Regions from separate parts of the Mus musculus genome. Here all the other regions are linked to region 3. Evidence: chromatin contacts called from public HiChIP or PLAC-seq data. All regions are on one chromosome and are shown on one strand. The core of a region is the stretch at or near the end of the contact, and the rest is flanking DNA. Distances in the headings are between cores, read along the strand shown. Region 1 has its middle 48 kb from the start of Gm19276. Region 2 holds the start of Slc45a2 (solute carrier family 45, member 2). Region 3 has its middle 3.5 kb from the start of Gm34444.

Evidence for each region. HiChIP or PLAC-seq counts read pairs in DNA pulled down with a chosen protein or histone mark.
Region 1: an H3K4me3 HiChIP or PLAC-seq map of the 230-238 cell line shows a contact between it and region 3, with 4 times the contacts expected there. The contact joins two enhancer-like sites. A contact is called at or near these places in 2 of 115 datasets of contacts at active chromatin or transcription factors (the 230-238 cell line and embryonic stem cells) and 1 of 9 other capture datasets (embryonic stem cells).
Region 2: a contact with region 3 is called in a CTCF HiChIP or PLAC-seq map of the NIH/3T3 cell line, with 9 read pairs. The contact joins the promoter of Slc45a2 here to the enhancer-like site in region 3. A contact is called at or near these places in 11 of 39 promoter capture datasets (the C10 cell line, the HPC-7 cell line, cranial neural crest and 8 more), 4 of 15 datasets of contacts at CTCF or cohesin (the NIH/3T3 cell line, large pre-B cells and stem cell-derived epiblast-like cells), 32 of 484 Hi-C or Micro-C datasets (the G1E-ER4 cell line, the HL-1 cell line, cerebral cortex and 12 more), 5 of 115 datasets of contacts at active chromatin or transcription factors (the NIH/3T3 cell line, embryonic stem cells and hepatocytes) and 3 of 9 other capture datasets (adipose tissue, embryonic tail and pancreatic islet).

Annotation. Positions count from the first base shown.
Region 1 is chr15:10,875,081-10,878,046 of GRCm38.p6, forward strand. No RefSeq gene overlaps it. Among named protein-coding and RNA genes, the nearest start is that of Gm19276, 48 kb to the left of the region's middle. Within about 2 kb of position 1,456, at least 39 of the 459 cell types and tissues checked have an H3K27ac peak or open chromatin away from gene starts, as enhancers often do. A contact at or near this core is called in the 230-238 cell line, where this site is marked.
Region 2 is chr15:10,999,275-11,001,974 of GRCm38.p6, forward strand. Slc45a2 (solute carrier family 45, member 2) reads left to right here and starts at 1,447. Exons shown (of 7, transcript NM_053077.3): 1 at 1,447-1,927. The coding sequence starts at 1,543.
Region 3 is chr15:11,369,105-11,372,107 of GRCm38.p6, forward strand. No RefSeq gene overlaps it. Among named protein-coding and RNA genes, the nearest start is that of Gm34444, 3.5 kb to the left of the region's middle. Within about 2 kb of position 1,732, at least 16 of the 459 cell types and tissues checked have an H3K27ac peak or open chromatin away from gene starts, as enhancers often do. A contact at or near this core is called in the 230-238 cell line, the HL-1 cell line, the NIH/3T3 cell line and 2 more, where this site is marked.

The DNA.
Region 1 (2,966 bases), core at 206-2,705, 490 kb before region 3:
CTGTAATCTCTGTGGCACATAGTGTGCCATCTGATGAAGAGGAAGTCTATGACCGAAGTAGACACAACTTATGCTCAGGAGCTAGAAAAGTTGCCAGGAGAGATGTTCTCTGAGCAGTTGGTAGCACTCAGAGATGGTGGTGGTAGTGTTGGTGAGGTCTCAATAACATGGCTGAAGTTATATGGAATAATTTACTCACTGTCTTAAGACACACAATAAAATACTATAGACTAGGTGGCTCACAAATGATAGAAGCCTATTCTTCACAGCCTTGGAGGCTGTCAAGTCTAAGACCAAGTTTCTTGGAGTTTCAGTGTCTGGGGATGGTCCAGGTCAGCCATCTTTTTACTGAAACTTCACAAGCAGAAGGGGAATGAGATTTCTCTTTGGACTCTTTTTTTTTTCCCCCTGTGGACACTAATGCTATTCTAGGTCTTTGCTCCCATAATTTAATCATATCCTAAGAGTGGTCAAGTTTAGACAAGTGACTTTGGGAGGGACATGAACATTTATTTGTTTGCACTCACATTTCTTACTGTTGGTGTTATCTGTTTGCTGCCTGGCACTCAAGCGGCTATGAAGTGGCATCCTTTTTCATGCCTGCTGTGGTAGTATTAGACAGGCCCACAAATACTCTGACAATCTTACCTTTGATCTGCAGAGCTTAATTATCTTCAGGTCAATTATCTTTTAAATGTGGGTGGTAATAATGGTGACTCATTTCTAAATAATCAAATAAGACAGAGTTCTGGTATTTGATTCCCAACTTTAGGATATGAAGACATTGTGGTGGGGTTTGATCTATTTCTATGGGTTCAAATGCTAAATTCTGCATCCCAAGATCTGGTTGCTCCAAGACGAGCAGATTCTCACATACATCAGCCTTTGTTGTGTAAACCTTACCACCCAGTTATTCCTGATTGGTTAATAAAGTTGCTGACAGCCACTTGATAGCTGGGCAGAAGAGATGCAGGCAGGCTTTGGTTTCCAGGCTTGGGATCACTGGTAGGGACAACCAGGAGAGATCGAGGAAAGGAGGAGGAGGAGGAGGAGGGGGAAAGAAGTCACCATGGGGTAATATGGACACAGCATGTGGCTGTGAGACCTGGCCTGACGAAGCAGGAGCAACATCAACGAATATGGCAAGTAATATACTGGGGCTCAAGGCATGAGAACAGAGAAAATACATAAGAGGGCTGATGCCTGCTAGCGCCAGTGCTCTGAAGCTTATTATAATTCTAAGGGTCTCTGTGCCTTTTCTTTGGGTAATAGCTGGTTAAAAAGTAACTGCCACCATATTAATTTTCCCAGTATTAGTTATTAACCTCGGAATATTTAAATCACTACATTGTGGTTTCCTCTTTCTGTTTCTGTTAAGTCACTTACTGTGGGGGGAAAACCAGCCTCCATGACCCTTAATAGCACTACTGAGAAAGTCACATGGCATGGAACAAGCCGAGCCGGAAAGGAACTGAAGACTTCTGCCAGCAGCATGTGAGCAGAGTTAACTGCTCGGAGGTGGGTCCTCTAGCCTGTCAGTCCTCAGTGAGGCCAGTCCTATCCGATATCTTTATAAACCTCAAGAGGGATCCTGAAATTAGCTGTGCCAGTTCCAAATTACAAGCCCACAGACAGCCATGAACAATAAACACTGGTTGATTTAGGGTAATCTGTGAATGAAGAAGAGACAACCAATGTGTCTAGACTCAGGGATCATAAAACATCATTTGCTGTATTCTATTTAAGTGAGTTTTTAGAGCCAGCCAGTCTCAAGAGAAGATACTGATGTAAAAACTGGAGAAAAGAAATGGAGTCATGGCTTAAACTGTCCTAAAAATGGGCAAGTTGGAAGATGGTCAGAAAATATGAAATAAGCAAGTCCTTTGTAGTAGGTGTAGTTGCTATAGTAAAACAATCATCTATGCGATTTCCTGTGAAATTTCTATTATTCTATTGGACCATGGAGTCAATGAGAGCAGGATTTTCATATCTGTTTTGTGTTCATCCACTCTTCCCAAGAGACTTGTACAGTATATAAGGTATGTGATATGCTCACAAAATACCTTACGAACAAACACATATGACTGGTCAGGACAGAGGGAACATATATCTGATCCTGTAAGTTTTCTTTTCTTTTCTTTTCTTTCCTTTTTTTTTTTTTTTTTTTTTTGGTTTTTCAAGACAGGGTTTCTCTGTGTAGCCCTGGCTGTCCTGGAACTCACTCTGTAGACCAGGCTGGACTCTGCCAGAAACTCAGAAATCTGCCTGCCTCTGTCTCCCAAGTGCCGGGATTAAAGGCGTGCGCCACCACTGCCCAGCTCCTGCAAGTTTGCTGTTTTGCTTTGTTATGTACACACCAGCTTTCTGAATGATGCATAAAAATATACCATTCAAGCTTTACATTTGTGTAAAGTTGTCTGCTATTTACTGCATTGTGACCCTTAGCTACTGAACCATCTCTCCAGCTTTTAGTTATTTATATTATTTATGTGTATGGGTGTTTTGCCTGCATGTATGTCTATGTGCCGCATATGTGCAGTGCCCAAAAAGGCTTGAAGCGGCATCAGATCCCTTGGAGCTGGAGTCCCTGCTGGTTGGGAGCTGCCCTGTAAAACTGAACCCAGGTCCTCTGGAAGAGCAGTCAGGGCTCTTATCTGATGAGCATTGTCATCCTTTTAAGATTGCTCAAGTTTGTTTTCTGTTGCTGTGGTAAACTCTGTGACTCAAAGCAACTTGGTGAGGACAGGGGTTTATCTCAGTTTGCAGTTTGAGTCCATTGTCAAAGGAAGCCAAGACAGGAATTCAAGGCAGGAGCTTAAAGCAGAAACCACAGAGGAAGGCTACTTACTGGCTTACTTGCTTCCTCACTGGGCTGCTCAACTCCCTTTCTTACAGAGCCCAGGTGTCCCTGCTCAGGAGTAGAACTGTCCACACGGCACCTGCCCACATTAATTAACAATCAAGAA
Region 2 (2,700 bases), core at 197-2,696, 370 kb before region 3:
GGGAAGAGCAAAGACGAGGCACACCAAGAATTTAAAGTTCTGCCACCAAGCCTTATTCCTGAACTATTTTTAAAGGCATTTTTTTTTCCTAAAAGATTTTCCCTGCCGGATCCAGTAAGGAAAATGTGACCCACCTGACGTCTTTAAAACAGAGAAAATTTAATTAGAAGAATGCATTTATGATACAAATCAATGTAATATAGTAACATTAGTAATATGTAACAGGCTCTCTCTCTCTCTCTCTCTCTCTCTCTCTCTCTCTCTCTCTATATATATATATATATATATATATATATAAATGAGTAATAAAGGCTCTCATATATATATATATACATATATATATATAAAGAGTAATAAAGGCTCTCATATATATATATATATATATATATATATATATACATATGTATATATATATATATATATGAGTAATAAAATGACATAGTGAGGCTATCCCGGTATGAGCAGAATCAAAGAGCCAGGACTAGACCTAGGGCTGCAGTAACAATAGCTACGGAGAGTTAAAGGGACCCAGCAGTCCAGTGTGGCTACTAGACAACTACTAGATTCATAGTGGGCATTCAGTCAATGCCAAAAATATCTCAGGATGAAGAAAATTGGGACATACTTGGTTTTTTTGTTTGTTTGTTTGCTTGCTTGTTGTTTTCCCACCCCTGACTTTTCACCAAAGCTTCCTGCTGTCCAAGTATGCCTAGAAGCCAGGGAGCAAGGGAACCTGGGAAATGTAGTCCCATAGGGCCAAGTAAAGTAGGCGGTGACTGGTACAAAACAGACTGTATATACTCTATTCATTCAACTCCTGTTTGTTAGCAGATATTTTGGGAGGACCTAAGAGGTGCAAGGCTAGATGCTAGGGATGCCATAACGACCAAAATCGACCTGATCTCTGTCCTGAGAGCAAGACCGGTTAACACAGGATGTAAAAAGCACCGAGTGCAGCGAGAGAGAAAAGTTCACGGAGTTAAGTGACAGCCAGTGGTTGGGGTGAAGACTGGGGCCTGGCACAGTTTTAGCTCTAGTTAATTTGTCTTTTAAGCTTTGGGTAGAAAGTGTGAATTCTGGAAAACAGAATATCCAGATCTATAGAGAGAAGTTTATAGAAATTATTGGATTATTTACATTTTTAGTTAGTCTCTGTCTAAGGAAACTTTATGATTTTTAAGCTATGAAACTAAGAGGTGTACAATTGTGTGTGTGGAAAGACAGACAGAGAGAGAGAGAGAGAGAGAGAGAGAGAGAGAGAGAGAGAGAGAGAGAGAGACTGACTGTGTGAAGGAAGATCTTTAGAGAGGCACAAGCATTCTAAGGACCCCGAGGGCTCACAGCAGCTAATCTCTGTCATGCTTCCGAGTGCCAACGCCCCCTTTGCTTCTCACCGTAACTTGTGATCTTGGAGGCATGAAAGAATTTCAGCCCCTCCTCCAGCCTGACCATCTCTGTTGGTTGCTCTGACAGGCTCCATGTCAGACCCGGTTTGGAGCACAAATCTGAGGACCACGCAAGAAGGCTATTTTCTCCGTGGTCATGAGTGGAAGCAATGGGCCGACTGACACCCATACCTATCAATCCTTAGCCGAGGATTGCCCCTTTGGCTCTGTGGAGCAACCCAAGAGATCCACAGGGAGACTTGTCATGCACAGCATGGCCATGTTTGGCCGAGAGTTTTGCTATGCGGTGGAGGCAGCTTATGTGACTCCAGTTCTGCTCAGCGTGGGCCTGCCTAAGAGCCTGTACAGCATGGTGTGGCTCCTAAGCCCCATCTTGGGATTCCTGCTCCAGCCTGTGGTGGGATCAGCCAGTGATCACTGCAGGGCCCGTTGGGGTCGCCGGAGACCATACATCCTGACTCTGGCCATTATGATGCTCTTGGGAATGGCTCTGTACCTCAATGGAGATGCGGTCGTATCAGGTAAGTGGATCGCACAGATCCCATAGTTAACTGCTGGGTTAAAATGTCATCAGTATTTTTTAATGCCGCATAGAAAATGGCTAGAACTAACGTTCTCTCTCTCTCAGCATGCAGTGACCTCCCTCCCACCTTTGGATGACCCCGAGCCTGGGGCTGAGGGGCTTTTACTTCCAGAACCATCTCGACGCTGCCTTTTATTATTGCAAGGTTTTAAAAATGGGATTGAGCTTATATCTATTTCATCAAATTATATTCTTAAAAATTATTTTTATTTATTTACCAGTCGAAGGAGTTTTGAGCCACTTATGCCTCATGGAAGACTTTGTTAAATTGTCCAGCTATAAGCCTTTGTAACAAACTACCTGCTGTGTACAAATAAGGCCTAATTCTGGGTGCTTAACATTTTAATTGGTTTAGGGCACAGGCCTGTCAGCTCTGGGAGTGCTTTTGCATTGCAAATTCTGGACGAAGAATTTGGTGTTAAAGCAATATTTCTAGCTGCAAATTAGCTACTAAATTCTATGTACTTGGTGACAGTATATTGGAAAAGAGACCCTGAGGGGCACATATTTCAATACCATTTATGCCAGTAGGAAGTGAATGAGTATGATACAGCTCAAGCAGGTACCATTTTTATATATTTAGGAGGATGTACAAATATGGAAGTGTGAGATATAAATAGGAAATATAAGTACTGGAGGTAGGAAAGAGAGGAGAGGTTTATTTTTCTCTTTTATACAGGAATGTTTCAAATATGTTCATATATTACACAC
Region 3 (3,003 bases), core at 482-2,981:
TTGGAGGCAGAAAGACACACACCTTTAATCCGGGCCACATCTTTGTGGAAGCCTATATAGGTACTTGGAAGAAGAAATCCTGCTTGCTCCTACTTGCCTTTGCCTTGCTAGTAAGTTCATTCCTTCCCTGGCATTAGAGAATATTTCTTCTGGATTCCAGTGTTTACTGAAAAATAGCTAAGATATCCAGCCTCATGGACGGAGCAACTACTGGATGCTTAGACTTTTGGTTCACAGTCAGCCATTGTTGGATCGGCTGGACCGCAGCCTGTGAGCTATTCTAATAAACCCTCTTTGCGGAGGTCAAGTCTCAGAGTGAGGAGGGTCCTGAGTCAGGGATGAGTGGGAGCAGCACTGATTCAATAATGACTCGGAGTCAGTAGTGGATGCAAGCTGTCAATTCAAGTGCTCTCGCTCTCATTGGCTGATCATTCTCATTATTGTGACCAGAGAGCTTGAACCCAGTCTTTTATTTACTAAAGGGTCATCATCAAAGCTTTAACCATCATTAATCAGTTTTTATAAATCCTTTAATTTACTTACGTTCTAAAAGTCCCGGATCACTATCCCTCAACCTCAATTCCTTAAAATAGAAACTAAACACAAGGGAAAAGCACATTTCCCTGTAGTCTTTACACAGACTGTTCTTCATGGGTAGCTGGGCACAGCACTTGTGGTTTCCTGGTACAGCAGGCAGCAGTCATTACAGTAGCTATTTTCATGAAAGAACAGAAAGGTAACAGACTACTGAGGTTAAAATAATTTCTTACAATGTTTCAAAAATTATGTAAATAAGGCAACTAGCTCTCTCTATCTCTCTAAGCATTGTCATCTCCTCCAAGTAGCTAGGAGAACAAAGTACGAACTTTTTACATGCTTGTATAGCATCTTTTAATTCTCTACTCTTTGTTTACTTATCATAGCCATTCCATGGACTCATGTTCAAAATCGACAATCTCTCCATAAACAGTTAGTTCACTTGCCCACTGTCCTCTTTCATTAAGCCATACTGTCCTTCTATTTGTTTCTAGATCATATACAGGCCTTTCTGCTATAAGATAAACCATTCTATCATTTGCTTATTTATTGTTATTGTTGTTGTTTTGGTTTGTTTTTGGTTTTGTTTGTTTGTTTTTATAGATTCCTCCTTCTTTTCTTATCCATACTTTTTCTTCTTCATACTACTTTAACTCTCTATCTTTGATGTTCCCAAGTTCACTCTGGTTAATTAATGCAGCAGTCATTGGACCAGAGGACGCGTATCTCCTTATATAATTCCAAATTTAAGGTCAAGTCACATAATGAGCAATTTCTATTAAGGGCCATCTTGGTCTCTATGGCCTCCGTGGTTATGTTGTCTAGATCCTTCCCATGACTCTAAAGGCCAGGAAGAAGGCCTGTTCCTCGTCTCCCACAGCCCCATGACCACCACCTTTCCTGAGAATTGCATGTTTTGTTTATTATGGAGTGATTAGCTCTGAGTAATGGGGGAGATATATTCCCCAGAAAGAGAGATTGAAAGTAAAACAAATAGAAGAAAGAGCAGATCAACCTCAGGGCAATAGCAGCCATTAATACACATGGGGATCTACAGCTTGATGATGCTCCAGGGGCAGGAACTGTCACGTTCCCCCTTACGCAGCCGTGCCAGACTCCATGCCCCCTTCTATGCATCTACAGAGAGATTTGTGCTATAGTTCTGTTCCCCTGGAGAGCCCTGACTAATACAGTGAGCGACTGGGCATCTGGACAGAGGAGCAGTCATTGCATCATCTCCCCAGCTAATGCAGCTGTACTTCCTGGAACTTCTGTCCATCTGGATGAAACATTTTGATTACTCTGACAAGTCTGCATTCTTCATGGGCCTTACACTAATTCATCTCAGTTTTTCTTACCAAATTAAATTGCCCTCGTCATGATTGTGGTCGAATGGTAATCACACCTTGAAGGGTTAGGGCAGTCCAGGCTATCTAAATGGGGCTTCCTGCAACACTATCCATTGGGAAAGTAACCAAAGTCCAGATATCTACCCCGCAACCCAGAGCTCTAGATTAGTGGCCTTTGCAAGAGTATGATACCAAAAGATCTTTAAGAAAGGGAGTGGCTAAAGAGTTCTTGATGGGAGCCGTTGATGGGGTGCTTTCCTTGAAGGAGATTGACTTTTCAATGTCAAGAAAAGATGCAATAGAAAGAGACCTTGACGCCCACCCATACCAAGGAGCTGCTGAGCAGGTTGTTGCTGGGTGAGGGAATCATTCTTCTCTGATGCTGTGGACAGTGGTAGGTTTCCCATGCCTCATTGTCAGGCCCTACAAGTATGGACCTATGTGCAGTACCAACTTAGTGGGTTATTGCATAAACAAACACATGAACTTGAGAGGGGTGTGATGGGGATCTGGGGAGGTTTGAAGAGAGAAACGGGATATAATAGTTTTTCATCGTGTTCATGTATGACGTTTTCAAAAATAAAGTAAAGCTTCTAAAGAAATAAATGCCAGTTAAAGACTAAAAACCAGAAGTTGAAAATTAATCCCTAATGTCAGTCCTAAAAAGACAGTGACTTACTGGCTTAAGTAAGAGGCTGTCCTCTGACTGTGGCTATGTGGCTAGAAAAAAAAAAAAGAACATTAATGACCACTAGGAAATGATAGGCATATGAAACTCAAGTGTCAAGTGAACTCAAAAAAGAAAGATGTCTCACTGTAGAATTTTGTGAGCCACAGTGTCTATATTTCCCATGTGAAGTAACTGTTTTGTTTTTCTGCTTCTATAAGTGGAATAAATCGTGTAAGGACCTTGCTAAAAATAATTTTCAGAGTTCTGTCCCAAATATTAATTTTTCATGTCAAGGATCAGCCTATAATTTGAACAAGAATATTAAGTGATTTAGAAATGGCAGTTTAAATGTCCACCATTTGAAAAGCATTTCAGAAGAGCCTGAGCTTTGCCCAGCCTCCTCCCTTTGCCATCCCAAGGACATCTCGTTGATGTAATCTTTCTAAC